3 separate regions of the Mus musculus genome follow, and all the other regions are linked to region 1. A link is a contact called in public Micro-C and promoter capture Hi-C data. All regions are on one chromosome and are shown on one strand. The core of a region is the stretch at or near the end of the contact, and the rest is flanking DNA. Distances in the headings are between cores, read along the strand shown. Region 1 holds the start of Rab6b (RAB6B, member RAS oncogene family). Region 2 holds the start of 1300017J02Rik (RIKEN cDNA 1300017J02 gene). Region 3 has its middle 41 kb from the start of Gm31434.

Region 1 (5,125 bases), core at 1,621-4,120:
TGTAAAGATAACAACATACATCAGGTTTTAGCCCTTGATGTATTTCCTCTCTGCAGAGCTTTGGAACCTTTCCGCAGGTGCACCAGGAGACAGGTAGAGAACAGTCCTATCTGCACCATTTGCAAAGCAGAAAGAAGGCTGGGTGCTCTTTCCATGGTTAATTTCCTGGCTCTGCTAAGGTACCGTGGTTATGTAAGATGTTATCGTGGGGGCTGTTGGATGAAGAGACACAGAAACTTCCTGTACTATTTTTTGAAACCTCTATGTAGTCTAAAACTATTTCAGGCTTTAAAAACTGGACACATTTTTACTGAAAATGGTTTCAAAATTGGGGCAGACGATGGAATGCTAAGCAGACACGGGAACCAAAGGCTCTGCTCTATGCATCAACAGGAATCTTGGGAGTACAGCGAGAAGGGAAGAGCAAGTCAGAAGACAGGGTTTGAAATATGAATTCAAAAGACTCAAGAGAAATGAAAGTGTTGAGAGTTTGGGTTTTCTGCCTTGGGGAAGGAGGAAAAGGGGGAGGGGATAAAAGAAGAATTAGAAGACAGGTGTGTGTTCACTGCGATATGATGTCTTTCCATGTTCCTCATCCAGAGAACACACTCATCAGGAAGGGCAGAAAGATGCCATGCAGAAGAAACTCTTTCTAGTGAGACTACCAAAAAGAGGCTTATAGTGGCTCTTTTTATCTATCACATGGGAAATGCCTGATATCCCAGGACAGAATAAAGATGATCCCTTCCCCTAAGAGACAAAGGAATGGCAAGGGTAAGGGAGAGACTTGGAAGAGAGCAGAAGCATTCTAAGGTTAGGATTCACATACAGCATGAAGACCATGCTGTGTAGCTCTGCCCAGACTGCAGGAGCCAACCCAGCCGACTGAACCAGTACAGATGAGGAAATGCTGGGTGGAAGGTGTGACACCCCCCAACCCCCTGAATGCCTTGACCTCCACAGGCAGGGAGGGGTGTGGCTTAGGAGTAGTTCTTTCACTGCTGGAGTGTCCAACTTCTAGCTACGGAGACACAACATTGCAATCTACAAACTTCACAATGTAAAACCAGGCAATGGGATCAACAACAATAAACAAAAACTTGCCCCAAAAAATGTAGAAACCCATCCAGTATCTCATAATGTTCTACATAAGATTACAATATTGTGTTGTGCTGAATTCAAAGCTATCCTGCAAGGCATATGGCCTGTGGACAGTGGGTCGGACACACCTGCCAAAACTTTCCTCAGCCCATGCTGGATCCCGAGACAGCAACACACTCGGGGCAAAAGTAGGGTGGAGTCTGAGTTATCTTAGTCTGGTGCCCAATCTGGCATGCTTATATGCTCAGAGGGATGACCTCCGACTCCAGGGACTTCAAACCGAAGAAGACCACAAGAATAGAACAGTTACTCTGATTTGAGAGTAGTTTTAGAGGTTAATTCGAGCATTCAGCAACTGTTTCCTAAACTCTAGGTGAAGTGGAACCTCAGCTGCTTCCATGGAGTTTCCTGTGAGGGCTCAATGTGCGGTGGGAGACTCTAGTGGGTACATTCGGGGTAAATTCATAAGTGTCCCCTGGGAAATCCGTAGGCACGGGTGTGTGTGTGTGTGTGTGTGTGTGTGTGCATTTCACTCCTGGCTTGCTTTGTGTAACATACACTACACATTCCAAACAGTCCCAAACAAACATTCCCTGAATGGCCAGAGAAGGTCAAGACCAGCAAGTGGCTGGAGAGGAAGAGGGGAGGGGCTTTGTAAAGCCTCAATTAACCCGATGCCTTAGAGTGTACTGCTTGGGGACTGCGTTTAACCTTAGTCTGGCGTCTACTCCTTGCTCTCACGCTACTGTGTGTGCCCTGCAAACTTAGAGGTCGCTCTCTTATACTCTTGTAGCTCATTACCCGAATAAACCTAACTAGCAGGGCGCAGGAGTGTGGTTGGGCTGACGGTCTCAGGATCAAAAGAGGCAGGGCATTGTCTTTGGGTTAGTGGAGCTGTCTTCTACCAGGCAGGTTAGGTTTCAAACCCTAGTAGGCATATCCTGTAAGGGTGTCTTCTCTCTCACTGGCCAGCTCCTCTGGGGACAACCACAGATCCCCTCCGCATGAAGAGTCTGAGCCTAGCTAGATAGGAGGTAAGCTAGAGGCCAGCAGGGGCCACCGAGGAGCCATACCCCAGGTCTGAGCCAGGTATCCGCACATCTTCCTACTCACCACCACACCACACACTGACCCTTTCCTATGTTCCCGCCCTGTCTGACCATCTATCTGGGTCTGAGACGGAAGAAGGGAACCGCATTTAGGTGTCAAAGACCAGAAACAAATGTCCTCTTGACCAAGTCCTGTCTTTTTTTTTTCCCCCTAGGTGGGTGGGTGAGACAGAAGCAGCAGGGCAGAGCAAGACGCTCCAAAGAGGGCACCTCTCTTAGGCTCAAGAGGAGGTGGCTCTCCGGAGCCGGCTGCCCGGGTGGGGGCTGGATGGCGCACGCCCCCCAAGCCCCGCAAACCCACGGGCTCCGCATGACATCAGAGGCTTGGGAGCGCGCAGAGCGCAGGCGCGGGCGGAGCAGGCGGGCGGGAGGGGGCGCGTGGCGCTGCTCGGAGAGCGCTCCTCCGCCCAGCTCGGTCCCTGCGCCCCGCTCCGCCCGTGCCTCGCTGCCCGCGCCGAGCTTCGGGCGTCCACAGCGCGCCCGTCGCCCGTGCAGCCAACGCCACCCAGGGCTGCGCCGCGCACCCCGCCTCCTCCCTTTCCGCCGTCGCCGCCGTCGGACACGCAGCCGCAGGCCGGGGCCCGGCCGCAGCTGGGGAGTCAGGGGCGCGCGCAGCCAGCCCTTCCCCCTCCGGCTCCCGCACCGCTCGCCGCCTCCCCTCGCCCTCCTCCTCTCCCCTCCCTGCTCCTTCACCGCTTCCTCCTCCTCCTCCTCCTCCTCGCCCGGCCCCAGCTGCCAGCACCATGTCCGCAGGGGGAGATTTTGGGAACCCGCTGCGAAAATTCAAGTTGGTTTTCCTAGGGGAGCAGAGCGGTGAGTACTCGGCTTATTCTCTCGGCTCGGAGCCGAGTCTTTTCCCCACGCCGCCCATTCAGCCACCCCACTAGGGACCCTCCCAGCCCTGGCTCGCCAAGGCCCTTCCACGCCCCGGTAGAGGAGAGGGATGCAGATGGGGAGATGGGGCTGGCTCGGGTGGGGCCGGGCTGGGGAGGACCAAGGGGGAAAGGAAGAAGGTGGTTCTGGGGGTCAAGGGATGAGGGTGAGTGTGAGATCTGGGTACGGGTACCCGGTGCAGGTGCGTCCGGGAGGACCGAGGGCGGCGGCTGGCTCACCCGCTCTAGGCGCCGGGCTCGCGGGCTCGCTGACTAGCTCGCACTGCGGCACAGGCTGCGGAGCACTGTGCAGGTGTCTGGGTGCCGGCGAGGGTGTGGGCGAAGGGACAGGAGCCTCTCTTGGGAGAACGAGGTGGGGCTGGGAGCTGGTTGCCCCCACCCCAAGGTTGCGCCCGAGGGGCTCCCTGCGGACCCTGCCTGGAATCTAGGGAAAGGACGCGTCCAGCTCTGGAGCAGATTGCTGCTGGGAAATGGGGAACACGACACCTGTCCCTTTTCGAAAAGAGTGGGTGCAAGTGGTAGGGTAACTGGGCACTTAGCTTCTCTGGCTTACATCCGACTGGGCAGAAGGTTCTAGACTCACTGTCCTTCACTAATGTGTTAGCCTCTTTGGGGCTTAGGGGTGTGGATCGTGAGAGTGAAGATTCTTCCCATAGCAGGTGACTTGGGGGATGGTACAGAGGCGTCTCATATCTGTGAGCTTGGCACTGGGCAGAGAAAGGCCTAGGCGACACGCCCTGCCTGGCTTCCCTGCCCCCTCTAGAGAGCATCAGTGGAGCCGGTGGATTCTCCCACCCCCCATCTCCCAGCTCACCGCCCTTCTTGGGGGAGGGGAGGTCACCGTGGCAGCCAGCCAGAGCCTAAGGAGGGGGAGAGTAAGGGTTTCTTTGCTGCCCAGGAGTCTCCCCTCCCAAGTATCTGACACCCAGGTTGGTCCAAGGTGGGAAGCTCAGACAGAAGAGCAGCGACCCCTCTGATACCTGTGGGAAGGAGTACCTCCTTGAGAGCCTCGGTCCAGGAGTCACATAACCAGGGGGTTACAGACATAAGCTGGGCTTCTGAGCATTTCTGCTGGAAGAGAGGGGGATCCCGGGGGGGGGGGGGGCGGGATTCCCAGCTCTAGCTCTGTAAACCAGTTCTGTTAGCTGGTTTGGAGGCCAAGAGGAGGAAGGCCGTGGGAGGACCTGGTGGGCCCAGGCACCGTGCAGCTATGACGTGTGCGTGTGGGCTGTGGAGGTCACATGGCCACCTCCTGTCTGCTGATGCTCAGTACCTGAGCTGGAGGGTTGGGAGCCGGGTGGAAGTCGGGGTTGCCTGTCCCGGAGAGCTGGGTTTGGGACATTTCACATCGTACCCAGCTCAGCTAGGTAGCCAGCTGGATCTGATTCCCTGTGCTTTGTAGATCCCAAGTGTCACAAAGGACACCTCCGTTCCTTGCTGTGTGGAAAGGATTTTGGGAGCACCTCAGCCCTAGGAGGGAGCCTGCAGGTGCACAGCAGCCTTGGGGGGTGGGGGGGGCTCTCAACTGTGTTGTCATTTGCCTGATTCCAGGCCTCCTGGACACTCAGTTTCTGTCTCTGAGTAGTGGGTAGCTGGAAGCAGCCCTTATGCCTCATGTTTCCCCCAGTGCCTGGACTATGCTGGAGTTCAAAGAATATTTGTTAATTCTAAATCTGAACACAGTTCCATAAAGAATCATATGTGGTGAGTTTGAATGAAACTCTGGGCTCCCTTAGCAACTGCTGATGGGTGGAACACACACACACACACACACACACACACACACGCCACCCCCAGTGAGAGTTCTGCCAACCCCTCCAGGTCTGGAGTCACAGAAGTGAGAGACAGCCTTTCCTCACATGCTCATGTGGAGAGAGAGTGGGGAGGTCTTGCCCAGAGACCCACTGTGAGTTGTGAACACTTTGGGAGCAGGAACCCCCACTTCCATTTTCCCGTCTGCCATTTTTAACTAGAGTGTCATTGGGAAATAAGATGACCTTCAATGCGGAAAGCCAAGTCTGG
Region 2 (5,125 bases), core at 668-3,167, 180 kb after region 1:
TTTCTGTTTAAACTGTTTCTACTGCCTACTGGTTGTGCCACAGTGTAGCTAATTCTCTACTACTGCTTCCTTCTGTCTTTGGTGAATTCATTCCCTGCCTGAGCATCACAGCTCTGTCACCACTGTCCTGGCTTGGCAAATAGAAATATTTTAAAAAGAGGACGTGTACAGACAAGCTAAGGGTGGGTGGAGTCTGATAACATCAACAAGGTCATCAATAGCATGCCCCCACTAGCCTCCTGACAGACACAGGAAGAGGTCTGAGCACGCTCTGACCTTTTCAGGAGGAAGAGAAAGGCTGCTGGTGGCCTCCAGTCACTCACTGAATGGAGAAAGTTCCTGGACCCCAGAAGAAACCGTTGGCTTGGCTCTTGACTTTTGCAAGTTTTTAGGATATGTAACCCTCAGTTACGTGTTTCCTATTTAAGCTGCTTTGGCTGGGGTTTTTTGTTGTTGTTGGTAGTGGTGGTTTGGGGTTTTGTTTTGTTTTTTGTCATTTGACACCACAAGTATTCTTATTGGACTGGAACACTGAGTTTTGAGGAATGAAGGTTCCAGACTCCGGCCTGGTCTGGTAGCCCGGAGAAAGGTCGTGAAGAAACGAAGCCCGGAGGGGCCTTTAGTCTCTGACATGTAAACATGAAGCCTGTTGGGAAAATGAACTTCTGGTCTGTGTCTGACATTGCTGGCAATGGTGGCGGAACGCTATTTAGCAGAACACTGGCTCAGTTCAGGGGAATTCTGAAAGAGATCAGGCAGCTGCATTCTGAGAGCGAATGACCCTCTGGGTGGCTACAGATGGCACTGCTGGGCAGAAGAGGCAGACATATACTGTGCACCATTGCCGGGCTCTGGCCACCCTAGGTATTATTTACCACGGTCTCAGATCAGACAAAGCTAAAGGGAGGAGGATCCAACCGTGGTTGAGACAGGAAGAGCTCTTCACAGTGCATGAGTTCTTCCCTGGAGCCTGTTCTCCCTACCCACGAAAGGGCTTCTTGTATTTGTGAGCGTAGAACTCTGCCTGCCTCTGGCTGTGTTAGCTCATTTCTCCAGCAACTGTGTGTTTGTTGGGTAAACATAACTTTTTTTAAAAAAAAGTTAACATTGTGTGGAAGCCACATGGGGGTCAGAGGACAGATTTCTTTTCTTTTTTTTTTTTTTTTTTGGTTTTTTTAAATTTTTATTTTATGTGCTATACTTATTATTACTACAGAGGACAGATTTCAAGAGTGGATTTCCTCTTCTACCATTTGGTCCTGGAGGTCATATGTCGTCAATCACAACATCAGCCCCTTTACCTACCAAAGCAGTGAAACAAGTTGTGGGGTTTTTTTGTTTGTTTATTTGTTTTGTTTTGTTTTTTTTATTTTCCTCTCCTATCTCTCATATATTGCTGCAATTTCCCCTCCTTCCTCTGAGTCCCTCTTCACATCCCCTGTCACCAACTACGTCTCCATTTTCCTTCAGAAAAGGGCAGGCCTCCCAGGGATATCAACCAAACGCGACATAACAAGTTACAAAAAGACTAGGCACCTCCCTGGTATTAAGGAGGATGTGGCAGGAAAAGGGTCCCAAAAGCAAGCAAAAGAGTCAGCGACAATCCACTATGACCGCCTCAGTGAGGGCAAAGGACAGCCGGGGGACTGCGTGGCAGGTGAATTCCAGTCCAAAGTGATTACTCTTCTCTAGGCTCATAGTCTATCCAACCACATTTGATCCCTGAAGTGTATGGTCAGCAAATGACACCTGGTCCCCTCCCCAGAGGGCCGGCCCCCTGCCTGGCTCTCAGCACACTCACCTAGGGTCCCCAAGCATAGAAGGGCGCAGATGAGCAGCCTCATTTTCAACTGTGGAACTGCGTTCTGCTTGCTCTCCCCCAGCCTAGGTGCACTTTACCCAGAAGGCAGTGTTGACTGATGAATCTGCCTACTGGGAAAGGTTCTTCAGCCCCAGTCCGGGCTGGTCGCCACTGCCACACCCTCCATGCCTTCCTTATCTGGCCAAGCAGATACTCAGGCGGCTAGGGACACTATTTTTTCTCTCTCTGTCCCCGGTTCGGTCCCTGGGTGGAAACGGTGCTTCTCCGGGAAAGCCGGCGCGCACATGCATAAGACCTTAACACAATTTTCTTTTGGAAATTCTCACTTCTCACTAAGGACTCTAAGTTGACTAAGCTGAGGTCCTCCCGCTGTCCTGCGACCCCAGTGGAGCTATCTCTTCTGTGACACAGCCCATAGTTTCTCCTCTATCTCCCCACCCCCACCCCCACCCCCACTCCACACCACACGCACCAGTGTTGCTTGTCCCAGCTGTGTAAGGCCTGGCTCAGGCACAGATCTGACATGCAGAGTTTCTCGCTCACCCGGCTGCAGCCCTGTCCGAAAGGCTGTGCGACCTCTGCCTAGAAAAAGTCTGGTAATTTTAAATAAAACTCGAAGAACTTCTAATTAAAATATAGTAGTAGGTGTACAACAAACCCTGCTAGCACAGTGTAATAATTATCACTAAGAGGACTCCGGTAGAGCCAGTCCACATCCAGGAGGCCGAATCCCTGCAGAGCTTCTCCCACATAGGTGGCCCCTACATGGAACAGAAACGGAAGTCTGCTAACTTCAGGACTCCACAGAGATGAAAACTTACAGCGCAGAGCCTGGCTTCTCTCACCCAAGTTTAAATTGGTATGATTTATCTATGCAGAGGTGTGTGGTTGCCCACCAGCTATCAGTGTGGCCTATTGTTTCATATCATGTGAATGAAGAATATTTCATCTCTCACCCTGATTGACAATTGTAGTACCGATTCCATCCTTACAGACAGTGCCGCTAGGAACAGAAATTTCATTTCATTTTATATACATTACTAGGATCTAAAACTAAATAAAAAAAAGCAGGGCCTGGTATGGAAGTACAGGCCTGAAACCCCAGCATTTGGGAAGTGGGGACAGTGGGATTAGGAGTTCGAGGTTTCAACTACGTGCCCTATTGGAGACTTCCCTAGGCTAGAGACCTTGTCTCGAAAACCAAGCATGTAGGGCTGGAGAGATGGCTCAGCGGTTAAGAGCAAGTGCTGCTCTTCCAGAGGACCAGAGTTCAATTCTGGCACCCATGTTGGACGGCTCACAACTAACTACCTGTAACTCCAGCGACAGGGGGACCTGACACCCCTGGACTCCAGCTACAGGTCATCTGGCTTCTGTGGGGGCTCACACTCCTTTGTATATACAAAAAGCAAAAACAAAACTTAAAGAAAGAAATAGAAGACACAATCAGGAAAACGGCACAATTTTTGCACATTGAACTTGAGCACAGTGTCTTTCTTGAGTTATTTTGTTAAATCTGTTTCTTTCCAGTGTTCTGTTTGTGTTCTTACATCTTTTGTTGAATAATGCCAGTTTTTCTTCCCTTTCTTTCTGATTTTTAGCATCCCTCCTTATCCCAGGTTTGGCTTACTATAAACAGTTAGTTTGGGAATAGTCTAGTGCATGCCTTTGAGTGCAAATAGACAGGCATCTCTGCAGCAGACTTTTCTAGGAGAACAACTGTTTGGTCCAGAAGTAGGTGGAGGCCTGGTTTCATAGATCCTGGAAACTCTTAGGACCCAGTCAAGAAGCTCTGAAAAGGGTTATTACAGAAAGAAATGTGTACTGTCTTCTGGTTTTAGGTGTTATTGGCAATACTAAGGTTCTCTCTTTCTACATGAGTTGCTTACATCTTAAAAACATGACTGGGATTGGATTTTTTTGTATTTATCAAAATAATGATATGATTTTCCTGCCTTGTCTGTGGGGAACTATGCAGCAGAGCATGAGTTTTCTTCTTTTGTTGTTATTTGCTTGTTTTTGTTTTTGTTTTTTAAATGTTTTGTTTTGTTGCTTTTTGAGACAGGTAGGGTCTTGCTATAAACTAGGCTGGCCTCAAATTTGTGATCCTCCTGCCCCAGCTTCCTGAGGCCTGGACATATGGGGGTGTATAACCACATCTGACTTCTAGTTCGCTTTGTTTGCTTGCTTTGTAATGGAGTTTGAACCCCGGGTCTCACATTCGCTGGGTAAGCATTTCACCCCTGAACGGCATCTCTAACCTGCTAACTGGATTCTAGATTTATTTCCCTTTATGGATTAGCAGTGCTTTGCTTACATGTGTGCCTTCTGCTTGTGACAGTGAGAACAGGGTGTCGAATCCCCTGGAACTGGGGTTGCTACTGGTTGTAAGTCACCATGTGGGTACTAAGAACAGAACTCTGGCCCTTTGTAAGAGCAACAAGTGCTCTTAGTCACGGAGTGGTCTCTGCAGCTCCCTGCTAACTGACTTTTAAGTATTGCCACTGTTAGATTTCTGCAATAAACCCCATTTGGTCATTATATGTAAGATTACCCATGTACTGTTGGGTTGGTAATATTTTCTTTAGTGTTCCTTTCTGTATCTATTCTCTTGAGAAAAATAAATCTGGGGGCTGGAGAGAGGTCTCAGCATGTTCCAAGAACCAGAGTTTGATTTCCAGAACCCGTATATGGTAGCTCACAGCTGCCAACTCCAGGAGGATCTGATGCCCTCTTCTTGCCTCCACAGACACCTGCACTCGTGTGTGTGTGTGTGTGTGTGTGTGTGTGTGTGTGTGTCTGTCTGTCTGTCTGTGTGTCTGTGTGTCTGTGTATATATGTATATATACAAGTGTAGTGGCTATTCCTGGTTGTCAACTTGACTATATTTGGATGATCTACAATCCAGAATTGGAAGGCTCACCAGTGACCCTTATCTGGAGGCTTGGAGATAGAAGTTTCTGATCTGGATCTTGGTATGGAGATCTTGAGGCATAGTGGCTATGGATTAAAGGTGGAATACACCTTTAATCTGGGCTACACTTTCTGCTGGAGACCATATAAGGACATTGGAAGAAGGAATCTTGCTCTCACTCCTTCGCCTTCTTGCCGTGTGGGACTGAGTAACTGCTAGATCCTTGGACTTCCATTCACGGCTACTACTGAACCATCGTTGGGAATTGGGCTGCAGACTGTAAGTCATCAATAAATTCCTTTACTATTTAGAGACTATCCATAAGTTCTGTGACTCTAGAGAACCCTGACTAATACATGCAAGTATATATACATACATATATGTGGGAA
Region 3 (5,125 bases), core at 1,894-4,393, 150 kb before region 1:
GGGTGGAGGCAGAAACTTTGAGGATTTCCTGCAGGTCTGATAAGCTGGGCTTTGTCATCCACTTCCCACCACACCTGTGCCAGTGTTACCTGGCTGTCCTGAGTGAGTCAGAACCTTGACTCAAGCAAGCCATTCGCAGCACAGTGGATCAAAGACTGTCCTGAGGAGTGTTGGGCATCCACTGTGTGTCCCATATACTGTTCTTGGAATACACCTTTCCAGAATTCTCTGTAAGGCTGGCATCGTTACCTTTGATTTAAAGTATATGAACCGAGGCTCAGGGGGTCTCACTGTGTGCCAGGCTAGCCTAAAGCCAAGCCTAGATTTGCACACGTGTCTGTCAGCCTGCAAAGTGTGAGAGCCCTCCTTTCTTCCTTCTTGTTCTCAAAGGCGTACCCCAAGTCAATAACGGTGACATTTGTGATGGCATCCTCCTGGCCTTGGGCCTCTAAGTGTGACAAAAGCCCAGGCTGTGACTCAGACAGAGGCTTCCATGTCTGCCCTTGGGCTTCAGTGCCCTCAGCCCCCCTCAGACATTCTCACTCCCTGAATATGAAGTTCAGTGGTCAATGTTTACAGTGAGTAAGACCATGAGGGTGAGTGAGCCCGTGTGCTAGTTATATGGAAACAGACGGAATCATCTCCTCCACCTCCCTGACACAGGTCCGGCTTGGGCTTCCCTTAGCACCACTAACAGGCACAGAGAAAGACAATTTCTTACATGCTCGCTTTAAACTGCAAGGCAGTCAGAGCCACTAACCCCAGGCTGCAGAAAAAAAAAAAAAAAAGTAGGCTCAGATAGACAAAGTTATCTGATCTGGGATCAGACTGACCTGAAAGCCCACCTCATATTCCTGCACCCCCACCTGCTTTTCTCTATCCCTTTCTGCGATGCCGTTGGTGGGAGCCAGGAGGCAGAGGCTCAGCAGCTCTCCCAGAGCAAACAGCCCCAACCTGGGACTCTTTTCCAGACTGAGGAATTCTGCCGCTTGCTGGGCTACACCTTACCTGGAGAAGAGCCTTTTAGCAGGACATGGTAATGTATGGCCCACGGTGACAAAATTTAAGGTCATAAGGTCACTGCAGTGTCATGCCCTAGCTCCTTCATGTCACTTTTTCACATTGCCCATCAGGAGGAGTTGGGGAACAACCAGAGCCCAGAGGAGATCCTCCATCCTGGCTACGTGCTGCAATAGCCAGAAAATTTTTATAACTCATCAGTGCCTGGGCCACACCCCAGACACCTAGAGCGGGCCAGAAATCTTGACAGGCTAAAAAGTCTTCCTTGCACCACTGACTGTGTGTGGCAAGCCACCCAGGTTGAGGGTCCCTTGCTACGCGGTGCAGTCTCTGCTGTCCCCATCCTGTCCTCCTGAGTAAGCTTGCTCATTGTAAGGGCTCAGAACTCAGCATAAGGACAGAGTGGACCACTGATATCTGCTCTCGATGACTAGGTCATCCAGGGCACTGAGGCACCTCTGAGAGCTTTGCTCTGAGAGATTTTCTCATCCCTGGAAGCTGAGGAATTTTGGTACTTTGGACCACTTTCCTTAGAAATCTGACTCTATAGCTCCCAGAGGTTGGCCAAAGGTAGCTAATTTTGTAGCTATGGAGCCAAGGGCCAATAGAGTGGGGCACTTCCAGGAAGGCTCCCAAGGCAAGCCTTTCTGGCTCCTATTGATTCAACCTCTGCCATCCCAGCTTCCCAGGCAGGCCTGATACTGCAGTTGGGTCCAGGAACTAAGAGATAACAGGTAACACACTTAGAAATGACAGGCATCGGAGTGGCCTGACTGCTATGTGCAGGATGCAGAGTTGATGGGGAGGCCAGCAGGAGACACAGTGTGTGCATTTGCAGGTGACACAGTGTGCCATTTGGATAGAAGTGCTCTTGCTTTTTTGACTTCCAGGTTTATGGATCCAAACCCGAGGCTATATCCCCACTCCACCATAAAGAGTCTGTGAGTCTAGAAGGTCAGAGAAACACTGGGACTCCTCTTTGGGATCTGAGTGCCTCTGGGCGAGATACACCCAGGGTGGGTGGACCCACAGGAGATTTTCCTAGGGACTTGGTGTCCCTGGCACCCTGTCCATCGTGACTGGGCTGCCACAGTAGCAAGGGATCAGTTGAGAGTCAGGGAAAGGGGACACTAGGCCTCTGGAGGCGGTGCTCTGCCACCCCTTACACGCAGAGACCTTCATCTGGGGATGGGGTTCTTATTGGAGGGCTTCTCCTCTCTAGTGGCAGACTGGAAGGTCACAGGTAGGCACCCAGAAGGCTCATTTCCTTTCTTCTTACCCGGATGGACCTCTGTATAAACTGACAGCATGACCACTCCAGGTAGGCTTTTATTGCAGAAGAGAGAGAGAGAGAGAGAGAGAAGAGAGAGAGAGAGAGAGAGAGAGAGAGAGAGAGAGAGAGAGTATTTAGTCTAGGCTACTCCCCACAGTTACCTGGCAACAGCCAGGTGTGCCTGACTCACTATAAAAGAGGCTGCTCTCCCTCACCTCTCTCTCTTGCTCTTCTGCCCTTGTCCCCTAACCTTCCTCCCCCTCTCTCCCCATTTCTCCCCCCTCTCTCTCCACATGCTCATGACTGGCCTCTTCTCTCAACTCCCCTCCCTATGCCCTGAATAAACTCTATTCTATACTATACTGTCATGTGTGTGGCTGGTCCCTCAGGGGGAAGGGATGCCTCAGCAGGGGCCCACAGAGGCACCCCTTCCCCCACACCTTACCTCACCTCCACCAAACACATTCCGTCTCTCTTTAGTTTTAAAAGACACAACAGAGAGAAGGAGTGGGAGAGTAGAATAGCTATAGTCATCTGTAAGAGTCCAGAGCAGAAAATAGCAGGGGAGAGAGAATAGAGAAGACATGATGAAAGGAGTAGGGGACAGCACAGAGAGGAGAGGGAGGGAGAGGAGAAAGAGGAGGGGGGAGGGACAGAGAAGGGAGAGAGGAAGAGGGGGGAGGAGGGAGGGAGAGAGGGTAGGGGTAGGAGGGAGAGAACATAGTGGGGGTGGGGGTGGGGGGACAAACTGCCAGGTTAAGTTGAGAATGAGTAGCTGTGGGGGAAGGGAAGCCCAGGAGCTGGAGGAAGTGAAAAGACCGGGAAGCCAGCGTTACCTTTGAAAGGGGTGACAGATACTAGCAACAAGGAGCAGACCTGGAGGCCAGCTTGTGCTTTGGTATGCTAATAGGCACCACAGGTAGCCGTTGGTCCCTTCTGCCACTGGTAAGGGAAATGGCTCCTTTTGGTAGAGGGAAACTAGGTTCACCGGTCCCTGAGAAATACTGGCTTTTATCTAGTCACGGGAAATTCTCCTGTGGTCCAGGCTGAGCCCATTTCTGGCTATTTGGACCGCCTTTTGGGAGTTCGGGGAGTTGGAGTCTCCTCTGGCTCTAACAACTTGCTTGTGCAGCCTGCCCAATTTCCTGGGTATGAGTGTGGATCCTGAGGAAGAATTTACAACCCTGTTACCAGGAAGAGCTAGAAACTTTGAAACTCTGACAGGGACTTCCTGTAAGCCATGGGGCTCCTAGGGTCAGCCTTCTAGAGCCTAGAGTCCAAGAACCCTCTCTCAGGCCTGAGCGGTAGATGGGGCTTCATTAAGATTGTGCTCAGTTAGAGGTCCTTCAAGTATGGCTTGTAGGTCTGTGTCTCAGATACTCAGCCAGGGTTTTCAGGGTCTGATAATTTTTTTGTTTTGAAATGGGAGAGGCCCTAGCCCAGGCCTGTGTTGAACTCCTGAGCTCAAATGATTCTCTAGACTCAGCCTTTGGAGTAGCTAAGACTGCAGGGGTGTGTCATCTCACCCTTGTTCTCTAAATGAGTGAGCTGGGAGGGGCTGAGTCCCTCTCCGAGCTGCCCCTGGCGCACACCATGTCTGAGTGCCGGCTGACCATACACATGTCAGCTTCTAGACTCCTCCTGTCACCTTGCAAAGGCCAAGATAATTTGGAGGTCACACGGGCCAGGCCTCCTGTGATGGGCGACTTTCCTCTCTGCCCCCTCCGTTCCACGTGTAGCTCCTCACTCTCCCAGCCACAGCCATAGCCAGCCAAGGATTGCAAGAGCCTGGTGGTAAATTCCAACCCAGCTACCCTCCTCATCAGGTCGGAAGTTTACAGGATCTGTCCCCTTGCCTTCCCAGATAGGTGTGCCAAAAGCTTATAACCTGGAGATCCCAAGGAAGGAATTCGAGGCGGGAAGGGAGGACCAATGAGAAGAGCCCCAGCCCTTTGGTGCAGGAAGACTGGGACCAATGAGAAGAGCCCCAGCCCTTTGGTGCAGGAAGACTGGGACCAATGAGAAGAGCCCCAGCCCTTTGGTGCAGGAAGACTGGGACCAATGAGAAGAGCCCCAGCCCTTTGGTGCAGGAAGACTGGGACCAATGAGAAGAGCCCCAGCCCTTTGGTGCAGGAAGCCTGGGACTGTTCTTCATGAGCAGTTTTAGAGCATCAACAGACACCGTCCCCATTCTGCACCGCGTCACATGCTTATGGCTACGGGGAGGGTGCTATGGAGGTCAAGAAGGGAGGACCAGAGGCGGGCGCAAGGATGAGGAGGCTGTCCCTGACACCCCCTCCATCAGAAGGGTTCTGGCGTGCAGCTCATTGACATTTAAAACATCTGATGTCTTCTGCTGGGTTGACAGTAATGGTAGTTTTACCCTCTCTTTATACTAATAATTTCCAGAAAGTAAATTTAAAACAGGCCGTCGGCTTAGGTATAGACGCAGGGCAAAGTGTTCCCAAGTGTGGTTTAAGGAAAGAGGTGGCCTCAGCCTTTGCAGAGTGGACTTCCCTTCTCAGACAGACGAGAGCTTTAATTCTGCTCAACACATTATTGCCATTTAAAAATTTTTCTTCAAGGTTTTTTTTTTTTTAATCTGAGAAGGAATAATTATTTTGCCTAAAACCACCACTTTCTACCATGTAAAAAGTCTAACATGAATGGTGAAATCCGTCTGCAGTGTGCCATGAGCAGCTTTAATAATAACCATCTGCCCAGCCTTGTTCATCTCCAGCTCTCTCCCTCGCCTCTGGTCATTGGATTACCGGAAGGCCAGCTCTAGACTTGAGGGCTTTCATCTGTGAATACTTAGTGCTCTAAGAAATA

Evidence for each region. A called contact is a pair of places that touch in the nucleus more often than the background predicts. Capture Hi-C pulls out chosen DNA fragments and counts their contacts.
Region 2: a promoter capture Hi-C map of pancreatic islet shows a contact between it and region 1. The contact joins the promoter of 1300017J02Rik here to the promoter of Rab6b in region 1. A contact is called at or near these places in 7 of 39 promoter capture datasets (the C10 cell line, cranial neural crest, embryonic stem cells and 4 more), 8 of 484 Hi-C or Micro-C datasets (cerebellar granule neurons, embryonic fibroblasts, embryonic stem cells and 2 more), 9 of 115 datasets of contacts at active chromatin or transcription factors (the 230-238 cell line, bone marrow-derived macrophages, embryonic basal ganglia and 6 more) and 3 of 9 other capture datasets (adipose tissue, liver and pancreatic islet).
Region 3: a Micro-C map of embryonic stem cells shows a contact between it and region 1, with 1.9 times the contacts expected there. The contact joins the enhancer-like site here to the promoter of Rab6b in region 1. A contact is called at or near these places in 5 of 39 promoter capture datasets (the 3T3-L1 cell line, 3T3-L1-derived adipocytes, embryonic stem cells and 2 more), 1 of 484 Hi-C or Micro-C datasets (embryonic stem cells), 1 of 115 datasets of contacts at active chromatin or transcription factors (embryonic stem cells) and 1 of 9 other capture datasets (embryonic stem cells).

The regions. Positions count from the first base shown.
Region 1 is chr9:103,109,204-103,114,328 of GRCm38.p6, forward strand. It overlaps Rab6b (RAB6B, member RAS oncogene family), which reads left to right and starts at 2,871. Exons shown (of 8, transcript NM_173781.4): 1 at 2,871-3,023. The coding sequence starts at 2,954. It overlaps Gm46128 (a long non-coding RNA gene), which reads right to left and starts at 4,064. Exons shown (of 2, transcript XR_001779270.2): 1 at 3,323-4,064.
Region 2 is chr9:103,286,380-103,291,504 of GRCm38.p6, forward strand. It overlaps 1300017J02Rik (RIKEN cDNA 1300017J02 gene), which reads right to left and starts at 1,918. Exons shown (of 17, transcript NM_027918.2): 1 at 1,802-1,918. The coding sequence starts at 1,844.
Region 3 is chr9:102,958,413-102,963,537 of GRCm38.p6, forward strand. No RefSeq gene overlaps it. Among named protein-coding and RNA genes, the nearest start is that of Gm31434, 41 kb to the right of the region's middle. Within about 2 kb of position 3,144, at least 28 of the 459 cell types and tissues checked have an H3K27ac peak or open chromatin away from gene starts, as enhancers often do. A contact at or near this core is called in embryonic stem cells and stem cell-derived epiblast-like cells, where this site is marked.